3 separate regions of the Mus musculus genome follow, and regions 2 and 3 are each linked to region 1. Evidence: chromatin contacts called from public promoter capture Hi-C data. All regions are on one chromosome and are shown on one strand. Each heading gives the region's core, a stretch centred on a gene start, on an enhancer-like site or on the middle of the called end of the contact. The rest is flanking DNA. Distances are from core to core; before and after follow the strand shown. Region 1 holds the start of Ndufs1 (NADH:ubiquinone oxidoreductase core subunit S1). Region 2 holds the start of Abi2 (abl-interactor 2). Region 3 holds the start of Nbeal1 (neurobeachin like 1).

What was found. Capture Hi-C pulls out chosen DNA fragments and counts their contacts.
Region 2: a contact with region 1 is called in a promoter capture Hi-C map of adipose tissue, with 2.8 times the contacts expected there. The contact joins the promoter of Abi2 here to the promoter of Ndufs1 in region 1. A contact is called at or near these places in 1 of 39 promoter capture datasets (hippocampal neurons), 1 of 115 datasets of contacts at active chromatin or transcription factors (astrocytes) and 1 of 9 other capture datasets (adipose tissue).
Region 3: a contact with region 1 is called in a promoter capture Hi-C map of liver, with 5 times the contacts expected there. The contact joins the promoter of Nbeal1 here to the promoter of Ndufs1 in region 1. A contact is called at or near these places in 5 of 39 promoter capture datasets (the 3T3-L1 cell line, frontonasal cranial neural crest, hippocampal neurons and 2 more), 2 of 115 datasets of contacts at active chromatin or transcription factors (astrocytes and embryonic forebrain) and 1 of 9 other capture datasets (liver).

What each region holds. Positions count from the first base shown.
Region 1 is chr1:63,175,393-63,178,428 of GRCm38.p6, reverse strand. Ndufs1 (NADH:ubiquinone oxidoreductase core subunit S1) reads left to right here and starts at 1,607. Exons shown (of 19, transcript NM_145518.2): 1 at 1,607-1,843. Eef1b2 (eukaryotic translation elongation factor 1 beta 2) reads right to left here and starts at 1,598. Exons shown (of 6, transcript NM_018796.3): 1 at 1,138-1,598; 2 at 553-675. The coding sequence starts at 1,217.
Region 2 is chr1:60,407,926-60,411,201 of GRCm38.p6, reverse strand. It overlaps Abi2 (abl-interactor 2), which reads right to left and starts at 1,583. Exons shown (of 12, transcript NM_001198570.1): 1 at 1,283-1,583. The coding sequence starts at 1,399.
Region 3 is chr1:60,178,932-60,181,976 of GRCm38.p6, reverse strand. It overlaps Nbeal1 (neurobeachin like 1), which reads right to left and starts at 1,378. Exons shown (of 55, transcript NM_173444.2): 1 at 1,292-1,378; 2 at 223-514. The coding sequence starts at 273.

The sequences.
Region 1 (3,036 bases), core at 358-2,857:
AACATTCTGCCACATTAGGTCAGTGTCAAAGCCCTTTCTAGGCAAAACACACAATCTTCCTTTCCCAGGAACTCCCACTCTCTTCTGGTTATTTAACCTTTAGCACAATCCCAGGCAAATAACTTTACTCTTCACCCATGGGAGACATTGTATTCAGTACTCACTACGGCTTACTCTTTCAGAATGAACATCTGTTTGAGATTTCATTAAGTATGCTCACTTCCATTCTTAGTGAACTGGAATCCACTTCCCCAAACTTCCACCCTTGCTGGTAGTTTCAGAAGAATGGCCAGGGACCGAATGAGCGAGCTACCCTCACACCCCAGCGGTGGCCCCCCCAGGTCCAAAGCACATGATCAGAGAGGTGTGGGAAAGGTGAACTGCGGTTGTCCATGTTCTACCTGTTCTGTGAGAAAATGGAGGACTTCAGTCTCTTGGCCTTGTAAGGTCACAAAGAAATTCAGCTCACACTAGGTCAGCAATGCTAAAGCCAACTTTAACCCGGTCCCTACTTTGCATGTGAAAATCCAGGTAGCACAAAGATACCTTTACCTGGCCTTTTCTTTTTCATACGACTTGATGTGATTATACCAACGTAGGGCATGACACAGGTCAGCAGGTGGTGGACCAGAAACTGCTTCAAATACTGCCACGTCTGCTTGTGATGGCACGTACCTGCCAGTGACACAAAAACAAGTGCACAGACCTTTAAAAGAAAAGACACAAACACTAGCTGGTAAATGACATAGCCCATATCCGTCAAGCTAACTAGTGAGAACAATTACAGGGCTAGCCTAAGTTGCTTCTCATTGAAAGGACACAGAACATGTTTGAATCTAGGCAAGCCCAAGAACTATCTGCCACCCAGGAGAACTCATCCCACCAGACTTGCCACAGGTTTCAACTAACAAACTAACTTGTCCAAAGACGCGGAAGAACCAGCTGGACGTGGGCACACGGAGAGCAAGCATCATCTCAATTATAATGCTGGCAGCCCCTCCCGGGAGGTCCCGCTCCATTGGCATCCCGGCCCCGGGAGCACTGACTCGGCGTCCCCCAGCATCCGGAGACCCGCTTCCTTCCCGCCGAGCCCGCGCCACGTGGCCCCGGCCCCCCAGCCTCTCGGCTCCTGCTCACCCCTCAATGTAGCTCTTGTCCGCCAGGTAATCGTTGAGCACCTGGAGGCCGGCAGGGGTTTTCAGGTCTCCGAATCCCATGGCGAAGGCTGGAACGGGGAGCTGTGCAAAAGCGGAGGACGAGAGCGCCGGGAGGCCGCGGCCAGCGCTGAGGGAAAAAAAGGACCCAGAGCGTCCGGAAAACTCCTTATATAGAGACGGAGGCGTTTCCCTCCGCCGCCCCGGCTAGAGGTTAAAGGTCAAGGTCCGTTCCTAGTCTCGGTCCTCCGCGTACCACTGCGACTTGGTAACTAAAGGGCCCACAGGTCGTCCGCCGGCCTTCCCTTGTCTTTGGAAGAAAATTAATAAAGGAGGCATTTTAAAATGCCTTCGCTCCAAGGACTCCGAAACGAAGGGAAACGCCCTCTGAGGAGCCGGAGTTGAACGAAAGCGCTCGGACGCAAGGCCTCGGCTACTTCCGGCGGAACTGCAGGTCCAAGTCGTCTTCTCCGCTTCCTCCCGGGCTCGCTCTCGGAAATTGCCGAACAGGTCCGAAGACGGGGAAAAACAGTCGAATCTGTGTTTCTAGTCCCTCCTGGCTTTCCGTCCTCCAGGTCGGGCTGACAGAGGTTGCCGTGGCCGCCATATTGACTTAGCGGCCAGGGTTTTGAGGGGTCAGGGAGACCCGGACAGGTCCGCGGAACTACTCGGTGGGCTCCGGAGGAAAGGTGAGGACGCGTTGAAGTGGGCAAGTTGAAGCGCTTCGAGTGGTGTTTTCTTTTTTGGCAGGTCTGCATCCCATAGGTCAGACAAGCCGTTCTCCTCTTGCCCTTGACTGGGTACCAGCTCCTGCCCCGCCACCTCTGGAACCCGGGAGAGCCGGCAGGTGAGGGTTATGAGCCTTGGTTTCTGGTCTGATGGAGCCTAAGCCGATCAGGAGACCTTTGGGAGTCCGGGCTTGCGAGCTACTCTCTCTTTGCAGGGGAAGACAGGAGATGGCCCTGTCATCAGGAGACCGGTTCATCTCCCAGGGTCACGAGAGACTTAAACCTCAGGCATCGGTTTAGTTGCTGTCTTGAACCTGTCCACGCTACTGTTTGTTTTTGTCTAGCCCGGTGATCATGTTGGGTAGTATTTTATTCATTCCACCGACGGGGAGAACTGACAAAAACTAAAAGTTAGCTCAGTCGGAGCTGGAGGGAGAGTCAAGCGGTTAAGAGTGCCTTGCAGAGAGGATCCGAGTTCGGTTCCCACTAGCCCAGTCAGAAGACTCCCAGCTGCCATGTAACCTTATCAGGGAATTCTCCACTCTCTTTTGGACTGTGAGCACCGGCACTTAGAAGTGCACATTACCCACACACAGATAAGCACATGCACACATAAACTAAAAATGAATCTTAAAAAGTTAGCCTGGAGTCCGCTGCAGATCAGGAAGCTGCGGTGTCTTCAAGTTTGTGAGGTTCATGTCTGTAAGACCAAACAGATTTCTGGGATCCACCCCCACCCCATCACTAAATCTAATATTCTAAGCCAGCTCATCAGCGCCTTTTAGAAAGTTACTTTTATAAGATACAGCCAAGATATTAGAGCCAGGGTGTGATGATGGTACCTGTCTGTAATTCCAGAAAGGGGAGGCTGAGATGTGAGGATTGAACGGAGAACTTTGTGTGTGATTAGGTAAGGACTCTACTAACTGAGCTACATCCCTGACTTGACTGGCTATTTTTGTTCCTATTTGGTAGATACTATGTCTAAAATACATATTAGAGCTGGGAAAGATCTTAGTTGGAAATGATGCTTGCCAATCCTGACATCCTGAGTTAGATCTCCAGGACCCACATTGATGGAAAGAAAGAACTGACTTTCAAAGGGTGTCCTTTAACTTTCACAGGCACCCGCCCCACCCACCTCCTTGTGTGTT
Region 2 (3,276 bases), core at 334-2,833, 2.8 Mb after region 1:
ATTATGTCTGATTCATTCTCAATACAAATGTTTACAACATAATAGTAGAGTTCAGTGTGTGTATAACCAAATAAAATCTAAGCACATTGTCTTTGACTAACAATGTGGTCCTCAAAAAACTTAAGATCCTATAAATTGCAGCATCTGGGTTTTTTTGTTTTGGTTTTTTGGGGTTTTTTTTTTTTTTCCAATTCATACTCAGATTTGAGAATGTTTTCAATACAACTGCTGTTAAGGATATCTGCAGGGACGGGAGTAGGGACAAGAACATTAAAATACAGCTAACAGTTTAAGCATCACGCTTCCATTCCATTTTATCCAAAGAATTTAAACGGGAGTAAAAAAAATGTAGACACAACCTGTAATTCAGTATAAGCCCTACGGAAAACAAGAGATACTGGATTTGCATACCATGAGTTAATTTTTAAAGTGTTGCTTCACAAAATTTTTACATTTATCCCATGACCAGCTGGTTCTCATCTCACCAATGCCCCGCCCCACACACACTTCTCACCTTCCTACACACACATACACTGAAGTCCCTGGGCCAAACCAATCATCATGGGAAAAAAACTAAACCATGTGGTTCGTTTCCCTAATTCTTTGTGAAAATAGTCATAGTTCTTTTTTCCCCAAAGGAAAATTACCTATTCTAACGAGACCTGAGAAGGAAAGGCAGCTCATTATCAGTTTCCCATTCTCCACAGGGAGGAGAAAAAAAAAATGGTATTAACTTGCAATAAGAGACAGCCGTTCCACCATGCCCCTTTTACATTTTAAAAATGTTTAAACTTAAGGGTTAAGAATTTTTGTTTTGTCTTCAGGGTACATTCGCAGGAATGGAGAAGTGAGGCATTTCACTTTGCAGAAAAAGGACCCCTTAATAAAAAGGGGGTCCCTCGGAATTTGGGCAGGGGGTAACCTATCCCTCTGTCACACAAGCCTGCCATCGAGCAAGATCCCGTTAGACAGAAAACGCCACTCGCCACCTCCCCCGCCATCCGGAACACTGACAGGAGAGGACTGCGGGGGCGACGGGGCAGAGGCGAGGGGGCGGGACGCCACGCACCGCACGGCACCGCACCGGTCACTCGCACGGGGCTGCTGGGGCCTGGTGGCGACCCTCGCTCCCTGCAGCCGCCGCCCTCGCCCTGTCCCTACCCCGGCGCGGCTCCCTGGACCGAGCACCGCGCGGCCTCCCCCGCTCGCCATCGCCCCGCGCGCCCCTCACAGCCCGCGTCCTGCCGCGCCGAGCCGCGCGAGGGGCCGCGTCGCATCGCACCTGGATGTAGTTATTCTCGCAGTAGTCGGCCACCCGCTCCAGATTCGTGTAGCTGTCGAAGAGAGCCCGGCGGCCCCCCGGGATTTCCTCTTCCAGCAGCATCTGCAGCTCCGCCATCTTCACATCCTTCTCTTCCTCCTCCTCCTCCTCCTACTCCTCCTCATACAGCCCGCAGAGGCAGCGGCCGCGACGCCCGGGAGAGGAGGAGCAGCGGCGGACGCGGCGGGAATCGGGAGGAGCGAGCGGCTACCCCCCCACACACACCCTACGGCGCGCGACGAGGGAGGGGGCGGAGGGGAATGGAGGCGGGGCGCGAGCCGACGGGCCGCGAGGACGGTCACCGCGGCGACGGGCGCGCGCACGCGCGCTCCCCTCCACCCGCCCCCAGCGCCCGAAAAAGATTCCCACCCGCGCCGCCCCTCCCCCACTTCCGGCGTCTCCTAGCGACGGGAGGGCGGGGGCCGGGATGCGCGCGGGAGCGGGGCTCTGGGTTAACCCTTCGGCCCCGCGCGGCCTTCCTGGGTCTGGGAGTCCTCAGCAGCCTTTGTTAGCCGGGCGGGAATGCACCTCTGCTCCCTGCTGCTTCACGCCGCCGCCCCCCATCTTCACCTCTGCACTTCACCCGGGGCCGGAACCCTGCGGAGGTCATCTGCCTGAGGAAGCTCGCCTAGGGAGAGGACACAGTGTCTTCACAAGCTCTGTGAAAGATAACACCTCATCCGAACAGGCAGAGCCACTGAACTTCCAGGCAGCTCTAAATACCACCTTGAACCTCATCGGCTTCTTTACAAATTGCAGTTACCTAGTCCCAAACCTATTCGTTCGTTCATTCATTCATTCATTCATTCACTCCCTTCCGTCCCCTGTCCTGTCCTCTCTTTCTTCTTGGCATGGTCTCCTGTATAGACCGGGCTGACTGGAATTACAGCCACATGCTGTGGTTGCCCAGCCTGGGCCTCCTCCTCACTTCACTTTTTTTAAAATTTCGATGGTGGTTTTGCTGGTACTATTTTATTTATTCACATGGTTGTAGCATGAATAAGATTAAACGAACAATGACAAACGTGCGTTTTTTTCAGATTAAGTACTACAAATTCAAGGACGTTCATCCTGGTCTTGTTATCCAGATATCTAATCTTTTTTCATAAATATGATTGGCCCACACCGTGAAACTTGAAAAAAATAAATAAAACTGACACCTTCTGTGATATCAAGACCACAATCTTTGTTAGTTCTGTGGAAACCCAAAGGGCACCCACCATCTTAGAGGGGTTTAGAGTTTAGGATTTGTGGTTTCAACTTTTATTGCTCTTGCTGTCACTTGGCCTCCTGTGATCAAATTTCAGATGATGAGGGAACGATTATACATTCCTAGAAAAAAATCAAATGCACTCGCTCACATATTTGTGGAGTAAACCCTGTGTTGTTACGTTGGCTTTATGATAAATACATTACCAATATGCGTGAGCTTTTGCCGCAGAGCCTAAAACAGTATTTTTAAATGATGATGTGGTCCACCTGGATCTATTGTTCAGCACTTTAAACACCTGTCTTAGTGTGAATGTTCTAAGTGTGAGAAGCTTGTTAAAAACAAAAGGGAGAGCTGGGGTTTGTAGCTGAGTTTAACTATGTGTGGAAAAAGAAGAGAAGCCTAAAGTGTGTGGAGGGGGATAGTTATGTATAGACACATGCACTTGTTTCAGGAAATGAGGTACAAACAGGTGAAGAAAACAAACATCAGATCAGACTCTTATACAAACCAGTAAATCAAAAAACTGTGTTGATGGGTCTGGAGAGATGGTTCAGCCGTGAGAGCACACACTGTTCTTCCAGCGGATCAGAGTTTGGCTCCCAACATCCGTGTCATGCTGTTCACAATCACTGCAGGAGATACAACACCCTGACTTGTCATTCACTGGTACCTGCACTCATGTGCCATACACTCAGATAGAAACACACACATAAACAAGAAAATGTTTTTAAAAGTTTGTTAA
Region 3 (3,045 bases), core at 129-2,628, 3.0 Mb after region 1:
AAATGTCTTACGTCCACTAGGATAGACTCAAACTCACATAACACCACCTGGCCCGGCATTGTTCTAGGACTCTGTTCTGGGACTAAAGGTATGCACCACCACACCTGCCAGTTCAGGATTATCAATATGCACAAACACACTACACAATAAGGTCATAATGCTGGATACAAAATTTTATAATCAAGTAATTTTAAGTACAGAAATAAAAGGAAAGCAAATTACCTTTGTACAATAAAGCATCCAAAGTTCAAAGAGCCTCTCTCTGGCTGCCATTCTGGCTTTCCACTCTGGTACTTTAATATTTCCTCAAAAAGACGGTTCAAGACCATATCATATTACTTTATTTTCCAAGTTTATCAGCCGTTACAGTAAAGCTCAAAGCAGTGGAATAAACAAAAAAAAAACAAAAAAAAAAATTCGTAGAACAAATAAGACTGTCTCAGGTCAATAAGGGTCAATTTCAGCAACTACTCCAACACTTCTTCATCAGGGGTAGCTGGTCTCGTAAATAGGTCTGTGAAATACAAAAATATCCTAAGTTTTTTTAAGCCACATTTGAAAAAAAAAAATCCAGATATCCGTCTGCCTTGATCACCCCATTCAAAGGGATAAATTTTTAATGTGATTAGATATTCCAGAAACTCCTGTTTGGCACACCACGACTAATGATCAACATAAAATACTAAAACCTTCCAGGCAGATTCACAACCAAAACTGCGGTAGATGGGAAGGAAGACGGCTCCCTACTCACGCCTTCCTTTAACCAGGAGCACAGATCAAACACAACAAATATCCGAGATTTCTCGCCAGCTTCTTAAAAGTTGCTGGGAATGTTTGCTGCGTTGCAGGGCAGGGCGTGGGGGGAGGGCCCGAGGAATTCCTGGTTTGTTTGTTTTAACCATCCACACAGCGAAAGTCATCCTGCCTACCTGGCTTCCACCTCTCCACCCAAGAAGAAAGGGGCTCACACACCGTGGCAAGGACCACCTCCCGTGGGACGACCCCAGACCCCGCCTCGCAGCAGTCCGGGGACCTTTCCATTTCCTCCCTGCGTCCCCGTTACGAACAAGAGAGACAAACGTCAGGCGTGCCAATCAACTTCAGAAGCGCGGCCCGGAGCGCTCTGGGACCCAGACCCGGGACCCACGCCAACCGGCCGCAGCCAGACCCGCCCGGGCCGGCCGCGCCCCCTCGCCCGCCGCCGCCGCCCCTCAGGCTGCAGCCCTGCGCCGCATTCCCCCGGGCCTTCCCGCCCCGCGGCAGCCTCCGCCCGACCTCGGCGTCCCCTCACCACGCTCACAGGCCCGCCGGCGCCACCCCGCCGCGGGCTAACTTGCTGCCCTCCGCCCTGCCCGCGGCGAAGCCCCGTGTCACCCCGAAGCCGGGCGGGAGGCGGAGGCGGAGGCGGGGTAGCGCCGACGCGGGGTGGGAGGAGCCAGGGGCGGAGCAGCCCCTGGGCTAATCATTCCGGCCTCTGGGGATTTACCCGGCCCTCCGGCAGCCGCTCCTCGAGGGCCGCTCAGCCCCGAAGCCCCTCCCCCGGCATGCCTGCGCAGCCGCAGTGCCCTCGCTCAGGCTCTGAAAGCGGTCGGAGCCAGCCTGGGCATTCCGGTCAGTAGTCACCCAGCTGGACGTGAGGGCCGACGTGCTGACGTCGCTCCCCGCCCCTGCTAGGTGGGGCGGACGGAACTTTCCTCGCCTGGCGGCGCCTCTGCGAATCAGCTGAGGACCGGCGACCCTAGGGCGTCTCGAAGGGATCTCGATTTGATTTCTTTGTAGAAATGGGATTGGTCCTGGGACAGAGCTCAAAAGCGAAAAAAGAAGAAAAGAAATCTTTACCTGTTCTGGCGTCGTTGCCTTTGTACTGTCACTGCCATTCTGTGTCTGTTCCAAGGAGACTGCTGTACGGAATGAGTTCCGTCTTTCAGAAAAAGAAGCAAAAGGCAGTCTTATTAGCTGCACACACTTTCTTAAGGTTGTTGTTGTTGCTATTGTTTTAAGAGAGGAGAAAAGCGTAAGATTAACCTTTTAAATCTAAACATTTAAGAAACTATTGTGAAATTTTACAAACATATAAAAAAATCAGTTTTAGAGCAGCTTAGCATCTGAGATGCCCTGTGTTTGATTCCTAACAAGCACACACAAGGAAACAAAGTAATAAAATGAACTTCTATATGTAATCACTAAGCTTCAGAAATAATCGAAGCCACCCTGAAGAAACAGGTCTGTGATCTAGCACTTAGGAGATGGAGGGAGAGAGATCAGGAGTTCAGCGCTGACATGGGCTACCTAGCAAGTCTGGGACCAACCTGTGCCGCATGAGACCTTGCCACAAAAGAAAAGAAGAAGAAAGGAAAGGGAGGGAGATGACTTGCTGTGCAAGCCAGACCTCCTGAAATGCAAGATGGAGACTGGAGGGCCAGCGAGCCCTGGCCACAAACAAGAGACCCTAGCTCACTAAATGGAAAGCAAGAACCTACTCATGAAAATTATCCTCTGGCATATACACATGCACAATAGATAAATAAATGTAAAGCTACTAATGCCATCATGGGGGTTCACTATGTGACCTTTATTTTTAAAATATACTAATGCCCCCACATGCCCTGTGTGCGTCCTTGTGCCACATATGTTTGTATACCCTCTGAGGCCAGAAGATATCTTATCCCTGGGAGCTGGAGGTCTGGGTGGGGGTGGGGGCTCCTGACATGGGTGCTGGGAACATTGTCTTGTGTGCTGCAAATGCTCTTAACCACTGAGCCATCTTCCAGCCCTTATCTATTCTCGCTTATTAGATTAATCTACAAGTTTTTCTTGTCAAGAATCACAGGATAAATAATTCCGTTTTGCAGACCATGCAGTAGCTTGGATATCAAAGGTGAAAGTAAATTTTGTGATTCTGTCACCAAAATGTAGAGTTCCCGTTATCCTTCACAACAAACATCAATGAGTAGAGGACGGGAATTAAATCATTAAGCTTCAGTAACATTATTTAAAAACCCTGTGATCTGAGGAGACAACTGATTAACAACAGCCTATTCACTT